2 separate regions of the Mus musculus genome follow, and region 2 is linked to region 1. The links are chromatin contacts, called in public promoter capture Hi-C maps. All regions are on one chromosome and are shown on one strand. Each heading gives the region's core, a stretch centred on a gene start, on an enhancer-like site or on the middle of the called end of the contact. The rest is flanking DNA. Distances are from core to core; before and after follow the strand shown.

What was found. Promoter capture Hi-C pulls out the DNA fragments that hold promoters and counts their contacts.
Region 2: a contact with region 1 is called in a promoter capture Hi-C map of hippocampal neurons, with 2.5 times the contacts expected there. The contact joins two enhancer-like sites. A contact is called at or near these places in 3 of 39 promoter capture datasets (hippocampal neurons and liver).

Annotation. Positions count from the first base shown.
Region 1 is chr9:106,608,492-106,612,397 of GRCm38.p6, forward strand. Gm39420 (a long non-coding RNA gene) reads right to left here. Exons shown (of 3, transcript XR_871142.2): 2 at 966-1,083. Among named protein-coding and RNA genes, the nearest start is that of Gm39420, 16 kb to the right of the region's middle. Within about 2 kb of position 2,445, at least 6 of the 459 cell types and tissues checked have an H3K27ac peak or open chromatin away from gene starts, as enhancers often do. A contact at or near this core is called in hippocampal neurons, where this site is marked.
Region 2 is chr9:107,525,485-107,529,358 of GRCm38.p6, forward strand. It overlaps Cacna2d2 (calcium channel, voltage-dependent, alpha 2/delta subunit 2), which reads left to right. Exons shown (of 38, transcript NM_001174049.1): 30 at 129-176; 31 at 417-488; 32 at 579-731; 33 at 859-911; 34 at 1,001-1,056; 35 at 1,204-1,330; 36 at 1,453-1,562; 37 at 1,670-1,752; 38 at 1,837-3,859. The coding sequence ends at 1,980. Among named protein-coding and RNA genes, the nearest start is that of Tmem115, 6.5 kb to the right of the region's middle. Within about 2 kb of position 1,262, at least 118 of the 459 cell types and tissues checked have an H3K27ac peak or open chromatin away from gene starts, as enhancers often do. A contact at or near this core is called in hippocampal neurons, where this site is marked.

The sequences.
Region 1 (3,906 bases), core at 1,195-3,694:
CATAATCTTTGATGCAGAAACCACTCTGTCCTGTAGAGCTCTGGATAACAACATCAGCGTGTGGTAACGAGTACAAAGCATAAGCACACCATGAGATGCACAGTGCAGTGGAAAATAGAAATAACAAAAAGAGAAAAACCCACCAGACAGGAGGTGCATGGATAAATCATGCCACTTCTACTCTATGGAACTTTAGTAGAATGTAGAAATCTCCATCTTTAACTAGCGAGCTTCCCGCCTCCGTCTTTCAAGTACAAAGAGATGGTGGGCCTGTGGCGTCAGGCCCCACCCTTCTGGTTTTAAGCCTCCATGTCTGTCTCCAATTTAGTGGCAAGGTATTTTGAGAAAGGCAAGACTCAAAACTTAAAGTTTTACCTATTGTGACAGAGACAACTTCCTTGTTATGGTTTAGATGTAAGATGTCCCCCAAGAGCACATGTGTTTGAATACTTGGTCCCCAGATGGCAGAGCTGTTAGGGGAGGGTGTGGAGCCTTTAGGAGCCTAGCTGGATGAAGTCATGTCTGGTGGGCAGGGCTACCCTTCTTGCCTCTGTTTCCTGATCTTCAGAGATGTGACCAAGCAGCCTTACTCTGCCATTATGCCTACCGTGATGGACTGTGCCTTAAACCCTGAGCCCAAATAAGTCCCTCCTCTCTGAGGTTGCTTCTTGTAAGGTTATTGGTTGTACTGATAAGAAAACTAGCCAATATACCTCCCATGCACAAAATGACTGGCAGGTTTGATTATATCCACAACAGAGAAAGCCATGTGAAGATAACCAGCCACTACTGATGGTTTGTTTTTGTTTTTGTTTTGTTTGTGAGAGAACAGCACTGGTGAGAGGTAAGTAGGGAGAAGAAGAAATGAGAGAAAAGGAAGAAAGGGCATAAATACTATGGACAACTCGATGCCCTGCAGCAATGTAAAGCCATTATCAGGTCAAACCAAGGGGAATGGGCCTCACCTGAGAAGTTCCCAGGGAAGATCTGCTGTCCCTGTACCATCTCCTCACAGCTCATAGACGGACTCCTAGGAGATGCCGACAGAGGGAGACCCACACACAGATGCCACCGCTGTAAGTCCTGGGTACGGTATATAAGCATACAGTAAGCATTACAGGGCTGGAGAGATGGCTCAGCGGTTAAGAGCACTGACTCTTTTTCCTGAGGTCCTGAGTTCAATTCCCAGGAACCACATGGTGGCTCACAACCATCTGTAATGGGATCCGATGCCCATTACAGAGAGCTACAGTCTACTCACATACATAAAATAAATAAAATCTTTACAAAAGAATTACAAAGGATTTGAACATGTAGCTAAGCAAGGTCATGGGGGCTGGCCTCACCTGCTTGCCTAGATGAGACAACTGGAGTAAATCCCATGCATTTAGAAAAAAAACACTTTTCAGACACTAATCTCTGACAGAGAAGCAGTGGCTTGAGAGGGTATCTGGGTCTGGGCACAGGAAGGAGGAAAGCGAGTGGACTTCCTGCCTTAAGGTCAAGGGGCCGGGAGCCCAGGGGAGCCAAGGAGGCTGGGATTCACGGTGCAGACTGTGGGAAAGGAGAAAGCTGCAGAGAGAGAGGCTTACAGATCTGTAGATGATGCATCCTTGAATGTTCAGGAGCGCATCATCCAGACCTGCTGGAAACTACCTGAGACCAGGTGTAAAAACAACAAAAAGCGGGTACTGAGGACAGGTCAGGGACAGGGACAACATCCAGGGGCAGGGACAACACCCAGAACAGGTGTATGGGGCACTGGACAAAGCAGGTTCTCTACTCATAACCCCTTTCACCTGGAAACTTTTAGGGGACCCTGGATATTAAGTATTTAAAAGAAAATATACAAAGCAATTATTTACTGATAATAAATCATGTAGAAATTTATTTTAAATAAGCATGGGTGCATTATACATGGGATTTCATCATGCATTAAAGATGAATCAAATTTGTATGCTAGTGAGATGGGTGTGCTCGTTTAGTTTTGCATAAGGAGTTAAGTCTTGGCACAATATTTAGCACTGTGAGATGCAGAACATTGTCGATGTTCTCCAGAGTTGGTCAATATTTTGATCTTATAATCATCTTTTTTTATGAATAGCATCACACAAAACAACGAAAGTATGTTTAGGGGTCTTTCAAAAATGGTTGGAAATTCTGCCCTCCTCTCAAGCCAAATTTATCTAATGATTTTTGTTGTTGTTGTTATAATGAAAGTCAAGTCCGCCACTAAAATAGTAATTTCCCAAATTAAACATTCTAACATAACCTAGTCCAAAGATATATTAAACTGATACATGCTGAGGAGTGACTGTAGGAAAATATTCAGCATTTGGTTTTGATCCTGGAAGAGCAGAAACCTCAGAAACTCATAGCACACTAGTCTCTGTTCCCAAGCCTTGCTGTCTCAGGCTGTGTTTGCTGCCGTTGCCTGGTGATGCTGCCAGTGGCTTAGGTTTAGGGCCAGATATTTCCAGGCTCTTGGTGTCTGATCCAAAGAACTGAAAATCATGGCAAGGCTCATACAGAATTGTGAACGGGGACAGATACTTTCATTTGGAACAAAGCAACAGGGTAGGTCCTAAGATTCACCATCCGGACTGAGAGTGGGCACACGTTAGTGAGGGCACTCAGGGCCTTCATTGTTGTTCAAGGATTCCTTTCATGCGTTCAGGAGGAGGGGCTGGATACTGAAGGCTGTAGTTTGTGTAGTTTTCTATTTTTATTGATAGGCTGCATAATGTTTTCTCTACTGAACATGCCTCTTCCCATTATACATCCTACTAACTACATGTAACGTGTTAGAATGGCGGGTCACGTCTCGACAGCACACTAGGCTAAAGCTGTTCCGCATGGAAGAGGTTTTATTGGAAGGGAGAGAGACAAGGTAGTGGCAGAAAGAGAAGTGAGGAAAGGGTGTTCTTCTTATTTATATGGAAAATGACATAACACAAGTAAAGGTGGGAGGTGAGCCAAGTGAATGCTGGGAATATGATGTCTGTTGTCTTGGCAACCGGTCTGTGGGTCACAGGTTGCACTGTTGCTTATGTGATGTCATAGGTTTGGGATGTCCTGATGCCAACAACATACATGCCCAACTGTATACAGGCATACATGGTACATAACATGGTAAGCCAGTTCAGGCCAGATTGGTGTTTCTTCATACCTAGATACTTTGGGAATACACTTGAGTAGACACCGTCTAACTTATAACATTGCACAAAGATGGGAGTATACACGGCCCAATGCGGGTGGGTTCCAGAGGGTTCTGAGTTTGCTAGGCACATGGTTTGGGGAGGGAGGGTGTGTGTGCATAATACATGCAGGTGAAGGAACTGGACTGCCTAGTGCGTTATTACAAGGGAGGGGTGTGTGTATAACCCCAAACCAAATGGGGGTTCCATGGTACCAAGCTATCGCCTATGCTTGCCTGCCACAGTCAACGGGACATGCAGAGGAAGCACACAGTGCTGTGTGCTCAGAACCAGAGCTGCTCTGGGGTTGTGTGCGCTGCGACATGGGTAAGCTCTGACAAAACACCTTAGCTGTTGAATTAAGTCTTGGTCATTGCACCTTCAGGAACCATTCCTCCTGCTAAGTATTGCGAAATCCCCACATTCAATTCCACGGGGTCACAGCCTACAGCTCAACAAGCTGGATAAGGGGCTCAGAATGGACTCTCTCAGGGTGGGGACTAAGGAGAACTAACCGTGACTCTCGCTTTCCCTTAATAACGCTGAGAAGCCAGATCTAAAAGGATCAAACTGTTTTCAAGTATCTTGATTGTATCTCAAGAAAAAAAAAAACCTAAGAGTATTCCTAGGGACACAAAAATATCTAGCATCTAACAAAGAAAAATTCTCATTGACTGGCATCCAAACAAAAAAATCACTGGGCAAAGAA
Region 2 (3,874 bases), core at 12-2,511, 920 kb after region 1:
CTAACAAGCCTGCCACTCAGACTGGCTCCAGCACCTTTGGGAAGGCAGGAGGTGCCACAGATGGCCTGGGGTAACAGACATGAGGGACACTGGTGGGCATCTTACAGCCCCCATTCTCTGCCCAGCAGTGCGGCCCCAGCAGCCACTGTGAGATGGACTGCGAGGTTAACAACGAGGTGCGTGTGCTCTGACTCTGCCCTGGATCCCAGCTTCCCTCATCCCCAGGCTCCCTGGTCTCAACTGTGACTCCTAGCCTGCCCCTTAGCCTTTCCATCTTGACACCCCTACCCTGACTCCCTCTTCTTGCCAGACCTAGAGGAGTGATGCCCCTCACTCCGAACCATTGGACTGCCAGAGCGTGAAGTAGCCCGAGGTGGGCCCCCTCACCAGTTTTACCTCCCTTCCCTACCTCTTAGGATCTACTCTGTGTCCTCATTGATGACGGAGGGTTCCTGGTGCTGTCAAACCAGAACCATCAGTGGGACCAGGTAAGGGTCAGGAAGAAAATGGAAGGACGGTGTAGGTCAGAGCCTTCTAGAGCATGCCCTGTGACTATGGATCTCTCCCTGCATCCCCAGGTTGGCAGATTCTTCAGTGAGGTGGATGCCAACCTGATGCTGGCACTGTACAATAACTCCTTCTACACCCGAAAGGAATCCTATGACTATCAGGCAGCCTGTGCCCCTCAGCCTCCTGGGAACCTGGGTGCTGCACCCCGGGGTGTCTTTGTGGTAAGCTCCTAGAAATACCCGGAGATTAAGGGTTGGGAAACCCGCCTATAGTGACCTCCCCGCTAACATTTTAGAGAGCCAGGGTGATGTAGAACCAGAGGCGACTGTGCTCCTCTCTCCACTGCAGCCCACCATTGCAGATTTCCTTAACTTGGCCTGGTGGACCTCTGCTGCCGCCTGGTGAGTCCTGGAGGAGAGGTTGGTAAAGGAGGTCTGTAAGGCACTGACCACCTGCTGACCGCCGGTACTCGGTGCCCGGTGCCCTACAGGTCCTTATTCCAGCAGCTACTCTATGGTCTCATCTATCACAGCTGGTTCCAGGCAGGTAAGTAGGGTTTAGGATGCTTGGCCCCAAATCTGTGTCCAGGGCGGGAACAGATGCTCGGATCACAAGGAGAGTGGGGCTTAGGGCTGCGCCAAGCTGAGGCAGACGATTGTCTGTGGGCGGGGCTGAGGCGTCTGGGCCCCGCAGACCCGGCAGAAGCTGAGGGCAGCCCCGAGACGCGCGAGAGCAGCTGCGTCATGAAACAGACCCAGTACTACTTCGGCTCGGTGAACGCATCCTATAATGCCATCATTGACTGCGGAAACTGCAGCAGGTACTTGCAGAGCGAGGGGCGGGGCATGTTAGAAGGGGCGTGGTCTGCGGCGGTTGTGGGCGGGGCGGTGGCTCCAGGGTGGAGCGAACCTCCAAGGCTCCGCCCTCCGATCATCCCTCCAGGCTGTTCCATGCGCAGAGACTGACCAACACCAATCTCCTGTTCGTGGTGGCCGAGAAGCCGCTGTGCAGCCAGTGCGAGGCGGGCCGGCTGCTGCAGAAGGAGACACACTGTATCCTGCCCCCGCCCGCCCCACCGCCCACTCCCCTCCTGCCCTGCACTCCCCCCCACACCCCCACGTCTTTGCCACCGCCTCCTTGACTCCCCACCCATGCCCAGCGGACGGCCCGGAGCAGTGTGAGCTGGTGCAGAGACCGAGATACCGAAGAGGTCCGCACATCTGTTTTGACTACAATGCGACGGTGAGTTGGGGGAGCGACGCTACTGACATCTGCGAGCCTGAGCCGGGTGGATACCGACCGCTTCCTTGTCTTCCATTCCTGCAGGAAGATACCTCAGACTGTGGCCGCGGAGCCTCCTTCCCTCCGTCGCTGGGCGTCTTGGTTTCCTTGCAGCTTTTGCTCCTCCTGGGCCTGCCACCTCGGCCGCAGCCTCAAGTCCACTCCTTCGCTGCCTCTCGCCACCTCTGAGCGACCCACACACACACATCATACCCCCGCCTTGGCCTCCTAGCCTTTCGCTCACCCTCCCATTCCACATTCCCCAATCTAGAGCCTTGGCCACTCTCTCCTGAAGGACCTGGGTCCCTTCCCCCGGAGCCTGTGCCTTGGGGCAGGGGAACCCCAAAGTAAGGTGCCATGGTGTTTGGCACTCAAGATTTAGCTCACCCTTGAACTGTCCAAGTGCCCGCAGTCCCTAGACTCATCCCCGTGGGCTAGGACAGGAGGCCACTAGTACTGATGCCAAACCAGGCCTCCACCGACCCACCTGCCTGGAGATTTCCTCTATGTAGGCAACCCTGCCACTGCTGGGCACCTCTAACTGGCCCTTTGGCCCCACCCAAGCCCAAACTTACCTTCTCTGGGGGAAAAAAAAGGAAAGATGGTAATAGTGAGAGATTCGGGGGGCACCCCCTCCCCATTGGTTTCTGGCCCTTTCAGGCTACAACCCCCCAGCCTTGCAGGTGTCAGAACAGTCTCACAATGACATCAGTTTAGACACATGCCATATACACTTGGATCTCTGAGAGCAGAAACCCAACTCTCACTAGACATACCTGTGATGGAACACACAAACAGACACGCACCATGGGGGGTGGCCCACAAAGCCTTACACAAGGCGAGATGTCAATGAAGGGGTTGGCCTGTGTGTTCCATCTCTGCTCACCTCTGCCTCTACTCTGAGATGCAGCCTGGCTGATCCTCCCATCTCTAAAACTGAATGTCAAACCGTGCCAAATGCTGGGGGGGGGGGGAGACCTCTCTGTTTCACCCCTAGCCACCAGTGTCCCCAAGTGCCCCTCACCCTGCCAGGTGCTCATTGTAACCATCGTTCACCAGTGTCCGGCCCCTAGTAGGACCACACATCACTGCCTGAACTCCTTTGGCAGAAGAACCCCACCAGACATTGAGACATTGTATTTTGCCTTAGCAGGGATGAGTTGGTCTCTCCTGGCTGGGCCATCCCATCCCCAATCTGGTTCTTGCACACTCAGGCCTAATTCCCTCTGCACACACACACACACACACACACACACACACACACACACACACACACAGTCCCTGCCCCTAGGAGGCCAAATTACCCCTCCCTTGCTGAACACACACTTGCACCATGCACATGTCTAACCAACCGTACTGCACACACAGAGGCTGGACCTGGGACACATCTCTTTACACCTTTCATTCTGTCATTTCTCCCAAAGGCATCGTAACTTGGGGGCCAGGAGGGGACTGAGGGGCAGGGGGGAGGGGTGTAGCTGTGAGGCTCAGATGGACTGGGAGGAGGGGGGAGGGTGATACATTAATTAATGGCTTCGTTAATTAATGTCATGTTGCTTGTTGCTTTCTCAGTGTGTGTATGGTCCATGCCCAGTGCTGGTGACAGGGTGGGTATCCATGATGTGTGCCCAGCCTGGATGTCAGCTGTGTCCTGTGGGGGCGTGTGTGTAACTGTAGTGTAGTCAGGTGCTCAACGGAGAATATAAACAAAAAAAAAAGAAACAAACGTATACAGAAAAATAAATATATATTTTAAGTTTAAAGACAAATGAAACCAGACAAAACAATCCCCATCAGGTAGTTGTCCAACCCCCAGCTGGGTTCAACCCTCTCATTACCCACCTGACCTAGCTGTCCCCTTACTGTGGGCTGGGGGACTTGGGGGCCATTTCCTTTGCCCTTTTTTTTTGTTGTTATTCTATTTTGTACAGACAAGTTGGGAAAACAACAGCGACAAAAAAAAGTCGAGAAACTTTGTAAAATATTGTGTGTGTGATTCCTTGTAAAATATTTTCAAATGGTTTATTACAGAAGATCAGTTATTAAATAATGTTCATATTTTCACTTCAAACCAGTTTCTATC